3 separate regions of the Mus musculus genome follow, and all the other regions are linked to region 2. Evidence: chromatin contacts called from public HiChIP or PLAC-seq and Micro-C data. All regions are on one chromosome and are shown on one strand. Each heading gives the region's core, a stretch centred on a gene start, on an enhancer-like site or on the middle of the called end of the contact. The rest is flanking DNA. Distances are from core to core; before and after follow the strand shown. Region 1 has its middle 110 kb from the start of Grem2. Region 2 holds the start of Rgs7 (regulator of G protein signaling 7). Region 3 overlaps Rgs7 (regulator of G protein signaling 7).

Evidence for each region. A called contact is a pair of places that touch in the nucleus more often than the background predicts. HiChIP or PLAC-seq counts read pairs in DNA pulled down with a chosen protein or histone mark.
Region 1: a contact with region 2 is called in a Micro-C map of embryonic stem cells, with 5 times the contacts expected there. The contact joins the enhancer-like site here to the promoter of Rgs7 in region 2. A contact is called at or near these places in 8 of 39 promoter capture datasets (the HPC-7 cell line, cranial neural crest, embryonic stem cells and 3 more), 2 of 484 Hi-C or Micro-C datasets (cortical neurons and embryonic stem cells) and 1 of 115 datasets of contacts at active chromatin or transcription factors (embryonic forebrain).
Region 3: a contact with region 2 is called in an H3K27ac HiChIP or PLAC-seq map of neural progenitor cells, with 5 times the contacts expected there. The contact joins the enhancer-like site here to the promoter of Rgs7 in region 2. A contact is called at or near these places in 6 of 39 promoter capture datasets (cranial neural crest, frontonasal cranial neural crest, liver and 3 more), 5 of 484 Hi-C or Micro-C datasets (the HL-1 cell line, the N1E-115 cell line, cerebellar granule neurons and 1 more), 5 of 115 datasets of contacts at active chromatin or transcription factors (astrocytes, craniofacial prominence, neural progenitor cells and 2 more) and 2 of 9 other capture datasets (adipose tissue and pancreatic islet).

The regions. Positions count from the first base shown.
Region 1 is chr1:175,028,549-175,031,248 of GRCm38.p6, forward strand. No RefSeq gene overlaps it. Among named protein-coding and RNA genes, the nearest start is that of Grem2, 110 kb to the left of the region's middle. Within about 2 kb of position 1,398, at least 45 of the 459 cell types and tissues checked have an H3K27ac peak or open chromatin away from gene starts, as enhancers often do. A contact at or near this core is called in embryonic stem cells and trophoblast stem cells, where this site is marked.
Region 2 is chr1:175,491,144-175,493,877 of GRCm38.p6, forward strand. It overlaps Rgs7 (regulator of G protein signaling 7), which reads right to left and starts at 1,402. Exons shown (of 18, transcript NM_001347195.1): 1 at 1,118-1,402; 2 at 1-33.
Region 3 is chr1:175,127,402-175,130,101 of GRCm38.p6, forward strand. The region is part of intron 6 of Rgs7 (regulator of G protein signaling 7); the gene reads right to left. Among named protein-coding and RNA genes, the nearest start is that of Grem2, 210 kb to the left of the region's middle. Within about 2 kb of position 1,295, at least 37 of the 459 cell types and tissues checked have an H3K27ac peak or open chromatin away from gene starts, as enhancers often do. A contact at or near this core is called in astrocytes, cerebellar granule neurons, cerebellum and 3 more, where this site is marked.

The DNA of each region.
Region 1 (2,700 bases), core at 148-2,647, 460 kb before region 2:
ACTTAATGAGAAATAGTTCTTAAATCCTTCCTAGGCAGGGTTATTTATATTTTGTCCACCTATCAACGTGCCTGTGTCTTTCATCTGTTTGTCTCCCTCTGTGTCTCTGTCTCCTTCGTGTCTTATTCTCTACCCACACACCCGCCCCCACCCCCACCCCGCCCCCCATGAATCTGTAAAAGACTCATCTTGGCTTTGGGCTGCAGTCCCATCAATCCCAAGCTCAGCAGGCAGGCTCCAGGCCTGTCTCCTTCCAAGCGGAAGCCTTTCCCGCAAGGCTGACTCTGCAGGAGGGCTGCACACTGCTGGAAGCACAGGTTCTCAGACCTTGAGGGGGAAGGGTGTTGGCTCCACCATGGCTGGAGGACAAGATTCCACAGCGTCTAAACAGCACACAGCCCGTCCTGGAGAGCTGAGGCCTGCTGTGTGGAGTTGGCGCTCTGCACCTTTGAACAGGGGTTTTGGCTCCGCCTGTCTGCAGACATTGAAACCTATGATTGATGACCAGGACCCGGGTACCAGAAAGTGATGCGTGCTGTTAATGTGGTCTCTGGGGAAACTGGTGCCAATTCAATTAAGTCAGGGGAGAATGAGCTGCTGTTCCACACCTGAGCTTGAGGGGGAGAAAGACACAGAGTCTGCTAAAGACATCGTTCCCAGCAAAGACGGTTGCTGAGCAAATTAGAGACACAGCAACATTTGGTGATGACATATAACATATATTTAGGAGAAGAAAGTTTTAAAAACATGAAACCCATATATAGAGGGGAAAGAATAAACCTGTAGATATTGATCAAAATCTGGCCACGTGCTCTGAAAAATGTATAGATTTTTTTAAAAAGCACAGAAATAGGGAATGAGTTTCATTTCCAAAATGTGTGTGTGCGTGTATGTGTGTGTGTGTGTGTGTGTGTGTGTGTGTGTGTGTGTGTGTGTGTGTGTGTTGGAGGGGGTTCTTATATATACTTCTGTTTTTAAAGATTAGTTTATTATTTGCTTTAATTATCTCTGGTGTGTGTGTGTGTGTGTGTGTGTGTGTGAGAGAGAGAGAGAGAGAGAGAGAGAGAAAGAGAAAGAGAGAGAGAATGGGTGTGTTCACTGATTTCCAGATTCCCTGGAGCTGGCTGGAATTCTAATTGTAGTTGGTTCATCTGGAAGAGTAACCATAGTTCTTAATCACCAAGCCATCTTCCGAGCCTCTGTATATCATTTTAAAAGAATTGTATTCCAGATAATTCAATAAATAGATAACAGGCGACCATAGTAGAACAGCTTGCAGTGGAATGAGAAAGCTGGGATCAGAGACTGGAGAAGAAACAGTGCTGGTTCCCCAACACTGTCCAACCACTCCCGCTTCTCTGAGGCTCTTCAGTTCCTTTAAGTGTGAATAAGGAAGTAGTAGTGTCTTACAGTTTAGGGAAAAGCCCAGGCATTAGCAGTCCTAACAGGCCTCCCAGGAATTCAATGCAGCTACAGATAAAGGTTTTCAAGGTAAGTTCATCTTCAAGTTCAAGTTCAAGTTCAAGATAAGTTTAAACAGAAGAATCTGGATGAGAGGCAAGCATTGATTAAACATAATTAAACAGGCCCGCTCAGGATGTGCCTGGGTGGTCTTAGATCTGGCTCTGTGAGGAGGTGGTCCTAAGGAGACTTTGTCATGCCTTTACTCAATAGAAGGACTCATTCTCCTCTCTACACAATAGTGACTCTTGTTACAGGGCGCTGCCTCCCATGCATGGAGAATTGTCCTGATGTAGGAGATGGTGAGTCCTCCAAAGTTCCACTCTTCCTGGAATCCAGGATAACTGTCTGTCTACAGTGATGACTTATCTTGGTGCTTTCAGCTCCAACGTGGGATGAGCTAGGTCAGCCGGACAGGCTTGCCTTCATGACTACTATGCCTGTGTAGGATCACACAGAGGAACAGACACCGAGTGAAAGGCAGGGGTGGTGCCAGGATTTCTCCCGCTTCTAGTTACTAAATGAAGTGGAGGTTTCACAGTTGTAACACTCCTTGCCTTGCTACATTGTGGATTGTTATGAAACATTAATGCTGTGACCACAGGAGTGAAGGAGTACCGGGTGGGCCCACAACAAGGTGTCCCCCTGAGAAATCACACCATGTGACAGGCAGACCTGATGTAAGGACATTTGGGGAGTGGGAGGAGACCTGAAAAAGGGTTACAGGCAGAGAAAGGGAGAGCAGAGAAAGAGAGGGTGGTCAGAAATACTGGGAACAGGAGAGAGGATGACAGGGGAGAGGTGAGAGAAAGAGAAGGGACAGGGGAGAGGGGAGAGGGCAGAGGGGGCTGGGGTAGCAAACACTCCTCTTTATAGGCTGCCACACCCTGGCAGTTAATGGTGGCAGGTGATGATGCAAGCCATTGCTAGGTCACTCACTATTGGGAGGAGCCTAGAGGAATTGTCTGTAAGCAAACAAGTTCTCTGGCCAAGCAGAGGCAGGGAGGGAGCAGAAGGCATACATCAATGCTAAGTATCTCCCATATATGCTCTATCTCCCATATATGCTCTATCTCCCATATATGCTCTATCTCCCAGATATGCTCTATCTCCCAGATATGCTCTATCTCCCAGATATGCTCTATCTCCCAGATATGCTCTATCTCCCATATATGCTCTATCTCCCATATATGCTCTATCTCCCATATATGCTCTATCTCCCATATATGCTCTATCTCC
Region 2 (2,734 bases), core at 152-2,651:
TGGTAGCTCAGATACAAGGATGATCAATCTGCCCTGCAAAGAATTAGAGAGCCTCTAGTGAGAGCCTGGTAGTCCTGGGGGGAACAGACATCCGCCAACACACACACACACACACACACACACACACACACACACACACACCTTCATGTTCACAGTACCCAAACCACGGGAAGAATTCTTTCATTTCTGGGATGAGGAGAACACCAGACATGGAGTTTTTCTTTTTTAAAGAAATACAAAGGCAGAAGTTTACATCTGTAGTAGCCCCAGGAAATCTCAACAGACAACCTTCCAGTTCGAAATAGTCAGCTAGCTAAGGTTTTTGTGGACTTCATTTTGTGAATACTCTCTTTTTAAAAGTATTAGGTACTTACTTAAAAACCCCATGGTTGGCACTTCCCTAATACCCACTGTTCTCCCTGGATACTTGCTGCTCCACTTGATGCGGTTCTCCCCAAAGGGCAGAAAGCCAACACCCGCTGCAGCCCACTTTCTCCTAGTAGCCAGCTAGTTTCCCATGGCAGGCGCGACAGAGGCCCCTTCCCCACAAGTGTTCTTTTCAGGCACATGTTTGTTCTCCATTTCTTGGGCTCCCCACACAGCCTGGGCATACATAGGCTTTTCCACTTTCACCTGCTTTCACTGCCAGCCCATGGCTCCTCTGTGCTCCCACCTCGGTGCGCTAAGTCTGGACCTGATCCTGACTAATCTTTGGAAGAAAGCTTCCAAATTAGGTCCAAGCAACCCAAGGCTGATGGGAAGTCAAGCCTTGAGCAATCACCTGGCTCACCTCCGAGAGCAAGCTAACTGCACAAGCCTGGAACAATCAGCCAGAAGAGCAGAGAAATCTGGGTCCCAGCTCATCCTGCTCGGCCCTTGCTCTCGGAGGCAGCAAATGGCAGGCAGCCTTGCCCCTCATCCAGGCACTGGCCACACCGGGCAGCAGTTTCAGCACCGTGGACCGCGGCGTGCGCAGCGCCCCAGCCCGGCCGGCCGGGCGCGCCACTCATTGGGGACCGTGACTCCCGTCGTCGCAGGGCGAGGACCGGGTGCGGGACCAGGGGTCCCGGGGACTCCAGGTGGCGCCGCCTCCTCCCCTTCCGCTCCCTCCGGTTACCTCCTCGGCCAAGGTCACGGCCCCGCGGCTCCCCTCCGGGTGTGCTGAGGGCAGGCGCTGTCAGCTGGCTGCGAGCGGAGCTGCGAGGCAGGGCAGCCTCATCACACTCGCGCTGCTCAGGCCACCGCCACCCTCGCCGCGGTGCACAGGCGGCCCCGGCAGCCGCCGCTCGCGCCCGCTCCCCCGGGCCGCCTCGCTCGTTCCCTCCTCCGCTTCTCCTCCCGGGGACTGGGACCAGTCGAGCGCGCGCGGGAGTCGAGACGCCTGGCCCGTGCGCGCGCGACTGGGAGGAGGGAGGAGGCGACAGTCACGTGGGACAGGGACGCCCGAAGGTGCCGGCTCGGACGGGCTCGGCTTCGCCGCCGCCACACCCCTGGGTGTCCCCGGCCTCCCGACCCCGCAACCCCTCGGGAGCACAGGCCCTGTCCCCCGCGCTGGCAAGCCCACGCGCCGCCGCAGGCCTGGAGAGCCAAACTGAGCTAAGCAGGAGGAAGGGCTTGGCGGAGGGTGGGTGGATGGGTAGGTGGGTGAAAGGGTGGGTGAGTGGGTAAATGGATGAATGGATAAGGCCCCCTGCGGCTGGCAGGTCTGCATCGCGCTCCTGGCGACCCTGCTGGCAGAACTAGGGAAGCAAATGATTGATAATCCTTATGCTTAAGTAACAGCCCAGAGAGATGCTGGAATATCCCAGAAGTGAAAGCAATGGCCAGGACCAAATGACTCATTGGCAGGCCCCCTTCCTCACTCCAGCCTGTTTGCCCATGACTTTCACTGCCTCCTATTAAGTTGGAAATACCGGGAAGGAATTTGGAGGCCTCTACCAAAAGCGAACAATCTCACCACCTGTGACATTGAAGGCCCATGGCTGATGTCTGGCTGGTCTAACCTACTGGGCTCAGAGAAACTTGTCTTTAGTCCTTGTCCTCTACTGGGGTTCACAGAATCACAAAGGGTCTGGGGTTGCTGATACCCCGAACCCCAGAAATTCTTCAGGTTTCCGGCACTAATTTTTCAAGGACTGGGAAGACATTAAAGAAAAAAGTTTTTGTCCTCGTGAAATGTACCCAGCTTTCTGGGACATTAGGAAGTTGTGGGAATCTGAACATCTGAGAAGGCTTCCTCTATAGGACTGAGGATAAAGACGATTTAGCCAGTGTGATTTGTGTGTGTAGGCGGACTAAACCTAAGGCCCCTGCCAATGAGCTGCATCCCATTCACAACCCTCTCTACCAGCACCTTCGTTTGTTTGTTTGTTTGTTTGTTTGTTTTTCACTTTTGAGACAGCGTCCAACCAGGCTGGTCTTAAACTCAGTTTAGCCCAAACAGACCTTAAATTCAACATTCTCCTGCCTCAGCCTTCCAAACAGCTGGGATTACAAACCGGTGGCACCAGAATTGGCTATCCAGTGCCATCTGTGGCTGCTTCTCCAAGCAGGGTAAACCTTAATATAACTGCTATCCAAATATCTGTGGGTACCAGTCACGTTTCCAGCCTCACCCAGGCTCTTTCAGGTGTCATTCAAAGTAGCATTTATCTATCCGTACCCATGTTCTAAATACTACAGGATCACGTTCCCAGGCCAGGTTACCCACAGCCATGTCTGACTTCTCTCCCTA
Region 3 (2,700 bases), core at 45-2,544, 360 kb before region 2:
TTTCTTCTTGTATTATATTTGCCTAGCACACGTTGGTCCACCATTTCATACGTTTAGTTATTTAATTAGTTTTTGAGTCCAGGTCTCGCTATGTAACCCAGCCTGGCCTAAAACTCTCCAATTAGACCAGGCTAGCCTCAGACTCACAGACATCTGCCTGCCTCTGCCTCTGCCTCTGGAGAGCTAGAATTAAAGGTGTGTGCTACCACACCTAGCTTGCCATCATCTGTTTAAACTGACTTACTTTGTTTTACTTAAAAACCAACTAAAATACTTGTTCTTTTGGTAGACTAATGTAAATTTTTTTTATTCTTAATTGAATTTTATGTGACTGTGAATTTTGTCTGCATGTGTGTCTGTGCACCTCATGCATACCAGGTGCCAGAGGAGGGCATCAGGCTCCTTGGAACTAGAAGTAGAGTTAGAAATGGTTGTGAACCTCTATATGTGTATGGGGAATCAAGCCCAGGTCCTCTGAAAGAGAAGCCAGTGTTCTTGTCACTGAGCCATCTCTGAAGCCCCTTTCATCCATCCTTTTTCTTACATCCACTATTCTTTTCCTCACACACCCCTCCCTCCCTTCCTTTCCTCCTCTGTCTTCCTCTATTTTCTACTATTTGTTTCATGAGTAAGTTTTCTTTAACAACTACAACAGTATTTGATAAGTAATAAAACTTTTTATCATTCAAACTTACCTCCTCAAATGAAGGCTCAACTGTTTAATTCCTTAAACTATGACCTCAGAAATTAAGCAGTGACTAATACAATCTGCCACCAATGATGAAGAACTAGTTTATTTTCAGCCTTTAGTCTTCTAATATCTTAATGAATAAAATCTATTCTGTGCCACTAATTAGCATTTTTAAAGTAAACTGTAGCGCTCATGTTTTATTTAAAACATTTTGATTCAATCATTTTGGAACTTAGAGGGAAGGTAGAGAAAGCAGTTGTCTTGGGTTATTCAACAGAAAACTGTCTTTTCGCAGCTTTCTCTTATAAGTGTAAATTTGTTTAATATAACCAAGCTTAGATTCCCATATTGTTTCTGGTTTTCTTTAGTGTTTGCCCACTTGTCTGGGTGAGGTGACCACACAGGTGACAGGAAACTGGGGAACTGCACGCTGAGCTCCAGGCTTTCTGTCGGTCAACCCCTCAAGCATTCATCCATAGCTTTCCTCTCTTCCTTTCACTGGCTGTTAATCCTGCTGCTGAACAACTGGGGGTCTCTGACATGTGGAGAATTGAGGTCAGATTAGGGATGGAACCTTCTACTACAGTGCCACACTGAAATCCCAAGAAACCTTAAAAGGCAAACAGGCTTTCTCGGTTCTCTTTGAGCTTGCTTCTATTTCTAGCCCTCATGCATACACAGGGAATCTTTAATGAGGTTACTTGGACTTGATCCAGTGCTCTAAAGCTGCCAAGTTTCTTGAGAAAAGCAACCTTAGTTATATCCATAGGGTCATTTCCTAGCTCCAAGCTCCATTGATTCCATTCAAATGAGAGGGACTCTGCAGTGTGTGTGTGTCTTTTACTTCTTTCTGTGTTTCTGTCTGCTCACTGCCAGCTTCACCTTCACTCTTTTCGGTCTATGTATGAAAAGAAAGGAGCAGTTTTGAAGACCTTCCTGGAAAGTAAAGTATTTCAGTCTGTCATTGCTTCTTATGTCTGCTTTCAGATTCAAATACAGTCTGTGTTTAATGGACATACAGGTTAAACCTTAAAATTTTGAGAGCTTAAAAAAATATATACAGAAATTACTATTTTAATTGTAAAGAAGGATATAGCTCCTTTTTAAAAAAATAAGAATTTCCCTGGAGATTTTGTGGAGGTGCTCAATGGGTAAAATCACACATGCTCAAACATGCAGATCTGGCCCCAGCTACTCATAAAAGTGGCCTATGTCTATAGTGTGCTTGTAGCACCAGCACTGTGGGTGGAGATGGGATCCCAAAAGTTCACTGGCCAGCCAGCTTAGCTCAAACTGCACATTTCTGTTTCTGTGAGAAACCCTGTCTCAGGACAATAAGGCATAGTGGTATAGAGGAAGAAACCCAACACAGAGCTCTGGCATCCACATGCACACCCAAGGAACACAACCAGTCTCTATACACTCTGCATATACAGTACACACACACACACACACACACACACACACACACACACACGTACCTATGCACAAAAAAATCAGGTCTGTATGCCCTTGTGTCTAACACCAGTCTCAGAGACCTCATGAGACAGTCTCTAACCAAACAAAGCGAACAGAAGAACAACAGATTCTTTCCTTTGTTTGCACTGGTCTCTCTCTCCCCTCTCACACCTCTTTCTTCCTGTGACATGGTTTTTAATGTGACATTTAAAGATTCATGAACAAGTTGATGGGATGGCTCAGTGGGTAAAGGTGGTGACTGCCAACCCTGATAGTCTGAGTTCCACCCCTGGGATCCACATGGAGGGAGGAGAACCAGGTCTTACAAGTTGTCCTCCGACCCCCAGACATGGCAATGCAATTTTACTCCCACGTCAATTTTAAAACAAATATTAAATTTAGCTAGCATTCCTAGTACATTCAAATGTAATGGTTAATGCCCTTTCTTTTCCCTCAAATCCTAAACGACCTGTGGTGGTTTGAATGAAAATGACCCCCAATAGGACCATAGTGAGTGACCACACTGGGAGCTGTGGCCTTGTTGGAGGAAG